Regions from separate parts of the Capsicum annuum genome. Here region 1 is linked to region 2. Evidence: chromatin contacts called from public Hi-C data. All regions are on one chromosome and are shown on one strand. Each heading gives the region's core, a stretch centred on a gene start, on an enhancer-like site or on the middle of the called end of the contact. The rest is flanking DNA. Distances are from core to core; before and after follow the strand shown. Region 1 overlaps LOC107863480 (E3 ubiquitin-protein ligase SHPRH). Region 2 overlaps LOC107863476.

What was found. Hi-C and Micro-C count contacts between places; a contact is called where the count stands out from the background.
Region 1: a Hi-C map of leaf shows a contact between it and region 2, with 3 times the contacts expected there. The contact joins two enhancer-like sites. A contact is called at or near these places in 4 of 5 Hi-C or Micro-C datasets (bud, leaf and placenta).

Annotation. Positions count from the first base shown.
Region 1 is chr3:146,701,282-146,706,868 of UCD10Xv1.1, forward strand. LOC107863480 (E3 ubiquitin-protein ligase SHPRH) reads left to right here. Exons shown (of 20, transcript XM_016709408.2): 18 at 1,151-1,302; 19 at 4,416-4,680. Among protein-coding and RNA genes, the nearest start is that of LOC107863480, 42 kb to the left of the region's middle. Within about 2 kb of position 2,695, at least 4 of the 5 cell types and tissues checked have an H3K27ac peak or open chromatin away from gene starts, as enhancers often do. A contact at or near this core is called in bud and leaf, where this site is marked.
Region 2 is chr3:146,381,093-146,386,152 of UCD10Xv1.1, forward strand. It overlaps LOC107863476, which reads right to left. Exons shown (of 12, transcript XM_016709404.2): 10 at 4,359-4,537; 11 at 3,388-3,504; 12 at 2,383-2,792. The coding sequence ends at 2,619. Among protein-coding and RNA genes, the nearest start is that of LOC107863476, 8.5 kb to the right of the region's middle. Within about 2 kb of position 2,054, at least 4 of the 5 cell types and tissues checked have an H3K27ac peak or open chromatin away from gene starts, as enhancers often do. A contact at or near this core is called in bud and leaf, where this site is marked.

The DNA.
Region 1 (5,587 bases), core at 1,445-3,944, 320 kb after region 2:
ATTGATTTTATCTTGCCTAAATCTTGTATAACTGCACATCCGTCTTAACGTTCACATCTCTGAGACAATTATTTTGCAAATATGTTGGGCTGTAGAGGCCCAGCGTTTACTCCCATACAACATTGTTGGCCTTAAGGTTGTTCTGTAGAACTTGCCTTCCATTTTGTTTGGTATCTTCCTATCACATAACACTCTCATGGCATGCTTCCATTTCAACAATCTTACTTTAATCTGTGCATAACATCTTCATCTATCATTCCATTTCCCTGCAACATTAAACCTAGATATCTGAACTTTTTACATTTAGGTTCCTCAATTCCGTCTAATCTCGACTCAACTTCGCTCCTATCTGGCGTAAGTTGCAATGCATGTATTGTGTATCACTCCTGCTTATCCTAAATTCATTACTCAGTAAAATGCTTCTCCGGGTTCCAACTTTTGATTGACACTCTTACCAGCTTCATGAATTAATTCCATATCGTCTGCAAGGAGCATATGCCAATGCCATGGTATCTCGATTTGAATACTGTTGCTTAGCTCATCCATACAAGGGTAAATACGTATGGACTTGGTCTGGATATTGCAGAAATCAATGTTTGAATATTCAAAAAATTTATTTTATTGAATTGGTAATTAAATGATTAGATAATGATTTGAAATGGGAAGACTGAAGAATGGAAGTTAGTTTTGAAAATTTCAAATCAAATAATATAATCTATATCAGATTAGATTGTTGGAGTAGGAGAAGTTCTTTCATTTAAGTTGTATCAATCACCTTGCAAATGAAGGAAGTACTTGCTAGGCAGAGTCAAATTTCAAATCAAATAATGTGAAATATATAACTTATACCGGACCAGATTGTTGGAGGTGAGCTCTTCCGTTTAAGTTGTGTCAAGCACCTTGCAACAAGAGGAAGTACTTGCTAGACAGAGAGTCCAATAACTTGTTAGGAGTAAATATGTCGTTGAATCATTGCATATTGTAGCTGTTTTGGTTTTACTTCTAATACATAATTCCTTAACCAAACAGACAACTGATATCTTGGACTGAATATGGAACTTTGCCATTTGTTTTAGGACACTAGGAAGATGTGTATGTAACAACAAATTTGAAATGCATTTTCAATTAATTGATGAATGTTATATTCTAGATTGAAGCTGTCACAAGAAGAATTTTATGGATCACTTCCACAAATCCAGCAGCAAAGGTTCTTGTCTTTAGCAGTTGGAATGATGTACTTGATGTATTAGAGCATGCGTTTGTGGCTAACGACATAACTTTTGTGCTGATGAAAGGAGGAAGGTAATAATTTGCTTGTAAATCAATGTTTTTTGGTTCTTTCAGAGTTGAAATATAGATGTTTTCCTAGGAAAATAAGGGAACACTCTCCTGCATTATGCTAGAGTCTTTGTTTTAAAGAAAATGGAAAATCATGGTAATGATAATAGTGCGGATCTTTGAGGATGGTGTGCCTTTACATCTCTGAAACTCTAAAGTGACTAATCACTGTCATATCTTGCATAAGTAATGCAATACAAAGCTAGGTAATTTCTTCCCATCTGTCCTAACCTTGGTAGACAGAGTTATTAGGTACTTGTTGCTAGTTGGAGGTGGCAGATATGAACAGGTATCCTATGAAATTAGCTGAGGTGCGTGAAAGCTGGCCCGAACACCAGGGGTAAATAAATAAATTCCAATACAAAGAGGTCTACGGATCTTATGGAACCCCTTCAGGTTGCATCCTGATCTTTACTTCCCTATACACGTGAAGCAATATAACTGACTATTGGAGAAATATGTTGTGCATCAATTGTATACGTGTTTCAAAAAAGCTTATATAAGCCAGATTGTTTCATATGGTATATAAGCCAAACATTAGTAAGTCTATCCTCTTTACCTGAAAGTCCTTTCTTGCAATATTTCTACATAGGCAAAATGATTCAATGGACCCTTGTACTATATTCGTTTTGTAATGTGGATACTCCTACTTACATATTTGTCATCTGGACCCTTGAACCCACTAAAAAGCAACATTTTAAACCCTTTGACCGTTGACCGGACCTATGTGGCATTAAAATGGCTGACAAGGACAAAGTGCGTGACTACACGCGCGTGAGATGCGAGTGGGGGTCAATTTTTGATCAATTTTATATTAAAATAATTTTAAAAAATAAAAAAAAAAGTCCCCCAACTTTGTTAATTTAAATATATTTTTTAAAATTAAAAAATAATAATTTGTTTAAAAAAAAATAAAAAGTCCCCCTCCCCAGCCCCTCCGCCATCCAGCTCCGCACCCCACCCCACTCCCACCGCCATCCACTAGCCCCCACCCCCACCACCGTCCACCAATCCCCCACCCCCACCGGCTGCTATGGCCATCAACACCACGAGCAATAGAGCTAAAGGATCGCAACCCCAACTGAAAAATCCCACAAAGGCCAAATCTTTGCTGCAATTACAACCAACCCAATTGCAGTCTTCTCAAAAAAACACCTAAATCACAAACTTCCCAACAAAAATCTCACCAACCCACCTCAGATTTTCAAGGAAAAAAACTCAAGGAACAGTAGTATCGCAAAACCAATAGAGCGAAAGAGCTGAGAATCCCACAAAAGAACACCTAAATCACAAACTTCCCAACAAAAATTCATTGACACACCTCAGATTTTCAAGCAAAAATCTCAAGAAACACCAGGCATCAAACACCATCCAAAACCAATACACCAAAACACCTGAAAATCCCACAAAAGGTCAAGTCTTTACTTCTCTATTACAGTATCCAAATCACAAACTTTACAACAACAATTTCACTAACCCCACCTCACAATTTTCAAGCAAAAAACACAAGAAACTGTAGCATCACAAAACCAATACACCAAAACACCTGAAAATGGAGGTTGTTAAAATGGAAATTTATAAGGAAAAGAAGAAGGAGAAGCGAGAGTAGAAAAGAAGATGGAGAAAGACGAGAAAAAAGAAAGAAAAGGGGAGGAAAAAGGGAACAAGAGAAAAGAGGGGAGGGGGGGAGCGTTTCTTTCTTTTTATTTATTTATTTATTTTAATATTTAATATTTTTTACATATAAAAATGACGTGGAAGATGACATGGCAACTGACGTGGGGTGAGTGTGTTACACTCGTTGAAAAAGTGTTTAAAATGTTGCTTTTTAGTGGGTTCAAAGGTCCAGATGACAAACATGTAAGTAGGAGTATCTACATTACAAACGGACATAGTACAAGAGTATCAACCCTACTTTCTCCTTCAGGCCCTGGTTTCTTAGGAAAAAAATTCCCAAAAAAAAAAAAAAATCCAAAAAAAACAGAGAAACGAAAAGAATCTTCAATGACATGTAGACTTTAAAACCAGATTGCACATATCTAAGTCGGACATTGGCAACACTAATAGATCAACCATAGTGCGCCGGCCTGGAATAGTTACGCCACAATCTCGATAGAGACTGTTAATGGCTCGAAGTGCATGTATGCGTACTGCGTAGGATTTTAGTTAAAGGGATTCTTCATCATTACACATTTTATTGCATTAATTGCATATACATTTATGATAAGTTGCCTAAGATTGAAGTGTGAGCCTTTTGTTTCCTCTCTTCTTTTTCATATATGTTCCTGAGATATTTGATATCAGTCATTCAGTGATTTCAAAGGGCTTATAATGATCTTTGGCTACTCAACTCATGGCTTTAAGGTTTTGAGTTGAGAAATTCTACTGCTAAAAGCTGAGTACGTACTTCCTTCCAGTTCATTGAGGATATTGCCCGTGGGTCAATTCTGCTCATTGCTCCGAAGTCCCCAAACCGAATATGATGATCAGATCACTATCCTGAATAAAATCTATGAAAATTTATAAATAAATGAACTAGATTTCATCTGTTTTCATCCCAAGGGCCCATCTCTTTCGTGCTTTAGCTGATGTATTAAAGAGCAAGCTTCTGACTATACAATAAACGACTATATTATATATGTTGTGGTTGTAGTTTGGCACAGCCTTGCTAAAGTATCCAATTTGTACCATCCAACCAATGCTGCATGAGTATGGTTTTCCACATACTCGATGTGATAAGTCAGCTAAACTTCATAGATTGTCTTCCCAACTTTGATGATGTAGAAGGTCCAGAACAAGCATTAACTCACTCATGCGTTTCTGCTGCTTCATCCTCCTATGACATTGGTTGATTCAGCTCACTAATTATATCTTAATTAAGATGCTACTGTGAATTTAAGCAGTGTTAGGCTTCGTACTGAAGCTAATTGTTGGAATGAAGTCACCCCGTTTATAGTTCATTCCTAAAATCCATGAAGGAAGCAACTCTTGATTTTATGGCTAAATATTTCATGTTGCTTGTAGTGAGCTATGACAAATTAGTTTTCAAGTTTTATACTTATGTACTGCATTCACAGGAAATCACATGTTGCCATCAACCAATTCAGAGGCAGCAACAGCAATGTCGAAGAAAATGGCGAAAGACATATGGACCAACCAGAAACTAGATCCATTCAAGTGTTGTTGCTCCTGATCCAACATGGAGCCAATGGCCTCAATCTTCTGGAAGCCCAGCATGTTATACTTGTTGAGCCATTGCTGAATCCCGCAGTAGAGGCACAAGCCATTGGCAGGGTGCATCGAATTGGGCAAGCACACAAGACTCTTGTTCACCGTTTTATAGTATGTCTCCCTATCCAAACTTCATTATTATTGAATTGGTAGTATAGCTTGAGTTGTCTATCATATTAAATAGGGAAAGAGATCAAATATGCCATCGAACTATTAGAAATGTTTGGCTCATCTATGCCACTGCCGTTGTAGAAAAGGTTCATTCATACCATTTTTTTTTAACGGTGGTTTTGCAACACCATTTTTGCCACGTAGCTTCTTATTAGAGGTCCACGTTACCAAATCCAAATCAACCAATATTACTTAAAATCAAAACTAAAAATCGGATCCATTGAAATAAAACCCGAACGACATCCTACCCAATTAATGGGTCCGATTTTTATTTTAACAGTGTGGGTGGGGTTTTATTTCAATGGGTCTGAATTTTAGTTTTAATTTTAAGTAATATTGGTTGATTTAGATTTGGTGACGTGGACTTCTAATAAGAGGCAATGTGGCCAAAATAGTTTTGCAAAACCACCGTTAAAAAATAATGGTATGAATGAACATTTTCTGTAACGGTAATGGCATAGATGAACCAAACATTTTACGGTAGTGGCATAAATGAGCCAAACTTTAACGGATGACATAAATGAGTCATTTCTAATAGTTTGATGACGTATTTGAGCCTTTTCCCTATTAAATATAACCCGCATCTCCTAATATTAGCAACATAAACCTTGAAAAAGCAAGGTCACGACTTGCACTATGGATATCTATCTAGCCAGTCGTTAAGTGGTTTGAGCATGAGTCACAAGTTACCCTATAGTGTTATTTTTTTCACTCCATTTATTTCTGAAGTGACTGTGGGTGGAGACCCCATCTTTCAGTCTTTTTATATGAATTTAAAGCTTGTGTTGGTGAGATGACATAGTATCAATCTGACTACTGAGGATGCTTCCAGGGTTCTTATATTGTT
Region 2 (5,060 bases), core at 804-3,303:
CCTATCAATTATAATTAAGTTGTATTGCATAAGGATTAGAAAGAAGCCATCGACAAAGAACTCCATGCTCTTGCATAGAACAATACTTGGGACGTGGTCCAGCTACCCCCACCCCCTCTAGAAACAAAAAAGCTTTATCTTGTGAGTGAGTTTACAAAGTCAATGTACATAGTGGGGGCATCATTGAAAGGTTAAAAGTTAGGTTAGTGATCAGGGGAGACATACAAAAGAACAATATTGATTTTAATGAGACTTTTTCTCTAGTTATCAAAATAACTACTATTCGATGTCTTTAAGCTACAACTGTCAAAAGAGGTTAAGAGATCTATCCATTGAATGTTAATAATGCATTTTATATGGAGATCTCCATGAGGAAGCCTACATGAAGTTCCCTGATGGGACAGTTCCATCATCACCATCTTATGTTTGCAAGCTTAAAAAATCTATTTATGGACTTCGTCAAGACTCTAGGCAATGGTACTCAAGGCTCACAACTGCTCTTAATTTTAAAGGATTCACTCATCTGACTCATCCATTTCAATAATAGCAGTATATGTCGATGACGCTATCTTGGCCGGTAATGATGATGTAGAGTTGCACACATTGAAATTATTTCAATATGAGGAGTTTAGAATCAAAGATTTGGGAGATTTACATTTTTTAGGCATGGAGGTATTGAGGGAACCTCAGGACATCATACTTTCATAATGAAAGTTCACAGTTGAACTCCTAAAAGAATTTGATGTCACACATATGTCACCTAATTTATCCCCTCTCAATTCTACAATAAATCTAAGTTTAAGTGATGCGAATGTTATTCCTAATCCAACTGTATATAGATATCGCCTTGGTAAGTTTAATTACTTTACTCACACAAGGCCAAATCTTGTCTTCACTGTTCAACATCTTAGACAATTCATGCAAGATCCTCGTCTACCTTATCTCACTGCCGCATTACGTGTTCTTTATTACTTATCGAAGGAATCAGGTTTGATCCTTTTTCTTAATGTCTTTTTTTTTTAGTTGCTTGCCTTTTGTGACTCGAATTGAGAAACTTGTCCAAATTTAAAAAAATTCATTGGTGAATTTTATATATCACTTGGGGGTTCTCTAATCTCTTGGAAGTCAATGAAGCAAACCTCTATTTCTCTTAGCTCCACAGAGGCTAAATATCGTTTTATGAGGCGCATATTGCGAGCTCACATGATTGGTTCATCTCTTTCAAGATCTCTCTATTCCAATATCTTTGCCTGTGCCTCTCTATTCAGATAGTCATGCGGCAATACATATTGCTAAGAACCCCATGTTCCACGAGAGAACAAAGCATGTTGAGATTCATTGTCATTTCGTTCGACAAAAGTTTTTAGATGGGCTTATTTCATTTTCATTTATTCCATATTCCTCTCAATTAGCTGATTTATTTACAAAATCACTCATCGGTCCTCTTCATCACAGTGTTTTGGGCAAGTTGGGTGTCCGTTGGTCCCCTCCACCTTGAGGGGTGTATTGAGATAATATTATTTTTGTTCATTGGACTGGGTTTGTCCACCTGTTTCATTATTCATCTGTTGCAGTACATGACTTGGGCTAGCCTCAACATTATTCGATGATGGACTACTTGGCTTGGGCCTGCCTTAACATGCTGATTTCGTCCCAACTTCTACAAATCATTGTACATATTATTTTATTTCTTTTGTATACCCTAGGTAAATCTTTTGTATATCATTAAGTAGTATTTCCTACCTTATTTAGAAGTGTATACCCTTAGTTATTTTGTACCTTATTTAGGAGTCTTTAAGTCAACTCTTTACTTATATGTACAGGTCATTGTACAAAGTTATTATTCATTCAAGAAAAAGGAGAAGAAAATTCTTTTCAATTTTTTGTCTTTTTTTTGCTGTAATTTTCTTTCGATTCTTATATTTCAATAGTTTGGGTTCAGATTTTATGATTTTGCACATATATTTCTATGCTCCGTTCCGAAAATGATGGGTTTAATTAAACCCATTATACAACCCCCGTCACCCAGAGAGTAGCACCATGGAAGAAGGAACCAAAAAACGAAGCAACGCAAAGCATCTTTGAAAGACCAATCATGTTCGGGAAAAAAACCAGAGGATCATGTTTGCCTAGAAGAGGAAAAATTGTGATTTCATTATGGTCTTACAAAACGACGGTTACAACATTCTTATCGCTAGAAAAATGAAGGGCCAACAGGTCAAAGTTTTACTACTATTACTTGGAATGGGTTTGGATAATATTGGTTACGGCTTTAATTACATCCCGTCAATTAGTTAGCCATCAGGCATATCCTAGTTGATGATCGTATGGTAAATGTACCAAGTTTCCGTTGTGAACCAAAGACATTATTAGAGCAAAGAATGAATAAGAGTTCAAAGTTTTATTTCAAATTTCTCTTGCCACAAATATGGGATACACATCAACCAACATCATACATCAGAACAGATACAATTTCTTTTCCCCTTTCTGTGTTGTCTATAGTTGATATGAAGTTTGGTATTATATACAGTATTTTTGAAAATATTGTCTTTTGATAGGTTACAGTATATTAGAAAAACTCAGGAAGGCCAGCATTCTCTTCTTGTGACTTACAATCATCATTGGTATATGTTCCTTTGTCTTTGATTAGAAACGAGCTTAATCCTCCGATCTCGATACATGTTCATATTTGGAGCTAACAATCTGGTGTAGCGGTCAAAATAGAGAAGTTGCTTCATTAGAAGGGCAAACTCACGAGGAAATTTCAATCCGTAAGATTCACCAACTCTGACCTGCCAAGCATTGAAGAACATGGATCAGAAAATAGAGGTTACAAAGTCAACAAGGAGAGATATAACAGCATTTTATTTTATTTCTTTGATCTGTAAGTATCTAATTCCACATGTGCATCTAGAAAATGCATGAATATGTACAAGCAAAAACTGCGTCCCTTTATGAATGGAGGGGACTAAGGAATACAAATAAGATGCCAGTATCATAAACATTCTGCATCTTAGACCAAAGTGAAAAAAGTTATAAACATCTGTATTTCAAGTCTATGTACTAGTTCAGCATTTTGTATGATAAAATATTTCTAGAGCACAAAATGCAACTCTTTTTGCTGCATTTATTCGACATTCGGCACTGGAGATCTAATATACTCTCCATTTCACATAATTAAGCCTAATATTAGGACATCTTGAGTACCAGAGGAAGAAGAAAAGTAGAAGAGTACGTGGTGTTCTAGGCAAATAGCCTTGTTTTTATTAATCGTGCAAACTTAAGACCAAACAGGAAAATGATAGGGTGTCTTGACTTTGGTTACGCCATAATTTTGCAGCACAAAGCCACAGCTATAGATTAATACTACAGCTAAAACTGCTTTACCACGTCCAGATATAGTGCATTCATCTGTCTCTCATCGAATGCTACATTGGCAGCAACGGTGGTAGCATTGGTATTTGTGTCCCTGGCAGCAGCAACAATGATTTCTGTATCTAAATCCTGTGTAGAAATAACAATCTATGGGTCAGAAAATGATTAGTTGAAGCTCACCTAGTCCGATGAAATCAAAATTTTCTAGGAGAGCGGCCCATAATGAAGACAATATCAATGACTTACCATCCAAGACTAATAAGTAATAAGTACTCTGTAATAACTAATTACTAGTCCCCACATTCCAAAATAATTGAATTGTTGGGGTATGACACATCCCTTTAAAAAAATCTTTAGGACATAAATTGTAGGTTACTTTTCACTATTACCCTTTTAATTGTTCTTAAATTACCCTCCTAGAAAATGTGAAGTACTTAAGAACCTCATTAAATGAAAGGGTAAAATTGAAAGAAATTTTCAACATGTCTCTCGAAGAATAAACAATTCATTTATTTTGGACATTGAAAAATAACTCAAGAATTCATTTATTTTGGAATGGAGGGAGTATTTCCCAGAAGGGCTTCTCTCTTATCTTTTTACTTGTCTAGGATTTCCAACAAAGGGAGTTCTAAAATAAAACATCCGTCGTATCAGAAACTTCAGTCTTCGAATTTACAGTTGACTAGATTCAGGACAAGGTTGACATGATAGAATTCAAAACCACCTCGATTTGATTCATTGCTACTTTCTCACTTATGTCCTATTTGCCAGTTAATGATGGAGAAATATAACATGTTCCAGTCTTGCAGCCTTTTAAAATACAGCTCTTTGCTTGAAGAACCACATGTAGCCAAAAAAGATTGACTAGCCTACCCCAACCCAAGGACAAGTATACACAGGAACCTGAAGAGCGGAGAAATCAACAGCAGCATCTAAAACTTTAATCAGAATCTACAGAACTTATGCTGGATCTTATATTTTACCTGAATTGACAAAAATATTTTCTCCAAGTCCCTCGCAAAACTCTTCGAGTCCACATCCTTTCCGGTAGCACCCATGTCAATTAGGGCAGATGCCATCGACTCATAATCTTCAATTGCTATAGATTGCAGAAATACTTCCATAGCAGCCCATGTCTTTGGAGATATACGACCAACAATTCCTGCATGGAAAATCTTTATTTTTTTTTTTGTACTTCTATTGATTGCAAAAGATGTTAATAGGGAAGTTCTAACTCAATTGGCATGCCCATTTTCGATATTTAACTTAAATTAGCATGCCCATACCCCAACTATGGAAAAACGTAATGTAGAGAGTACAAGATCAATAGAAGGGGTTAAGTAAATCAAGCTAGCTGTTAATAACATTTCTCATTGAGAAACTAGTGCTAAATAATCTATTATAGTTTGATCAGGAAAGAGACAGAACACAGTTTTCTAAACCCTTAAATAAGAAAAAGAACGCATGATGATCAGTTGATCTTAGGCATATTTATACACCTAAGTGTCATTATTTACGCGCGTTTAGCTTAGTTTTGAGAATAACTTGATGTGCTTAATGAAGTATAAAGTGTATATTTGTGTGCTAAGTTGCATGTTTAGAGTGTTTAAGTGCATTTGAAACAATTCAAGAGTCGAAAGAATCAAATAGAGTTCAAAGGAGAAAACTAGTTAAGCTAGCCTACG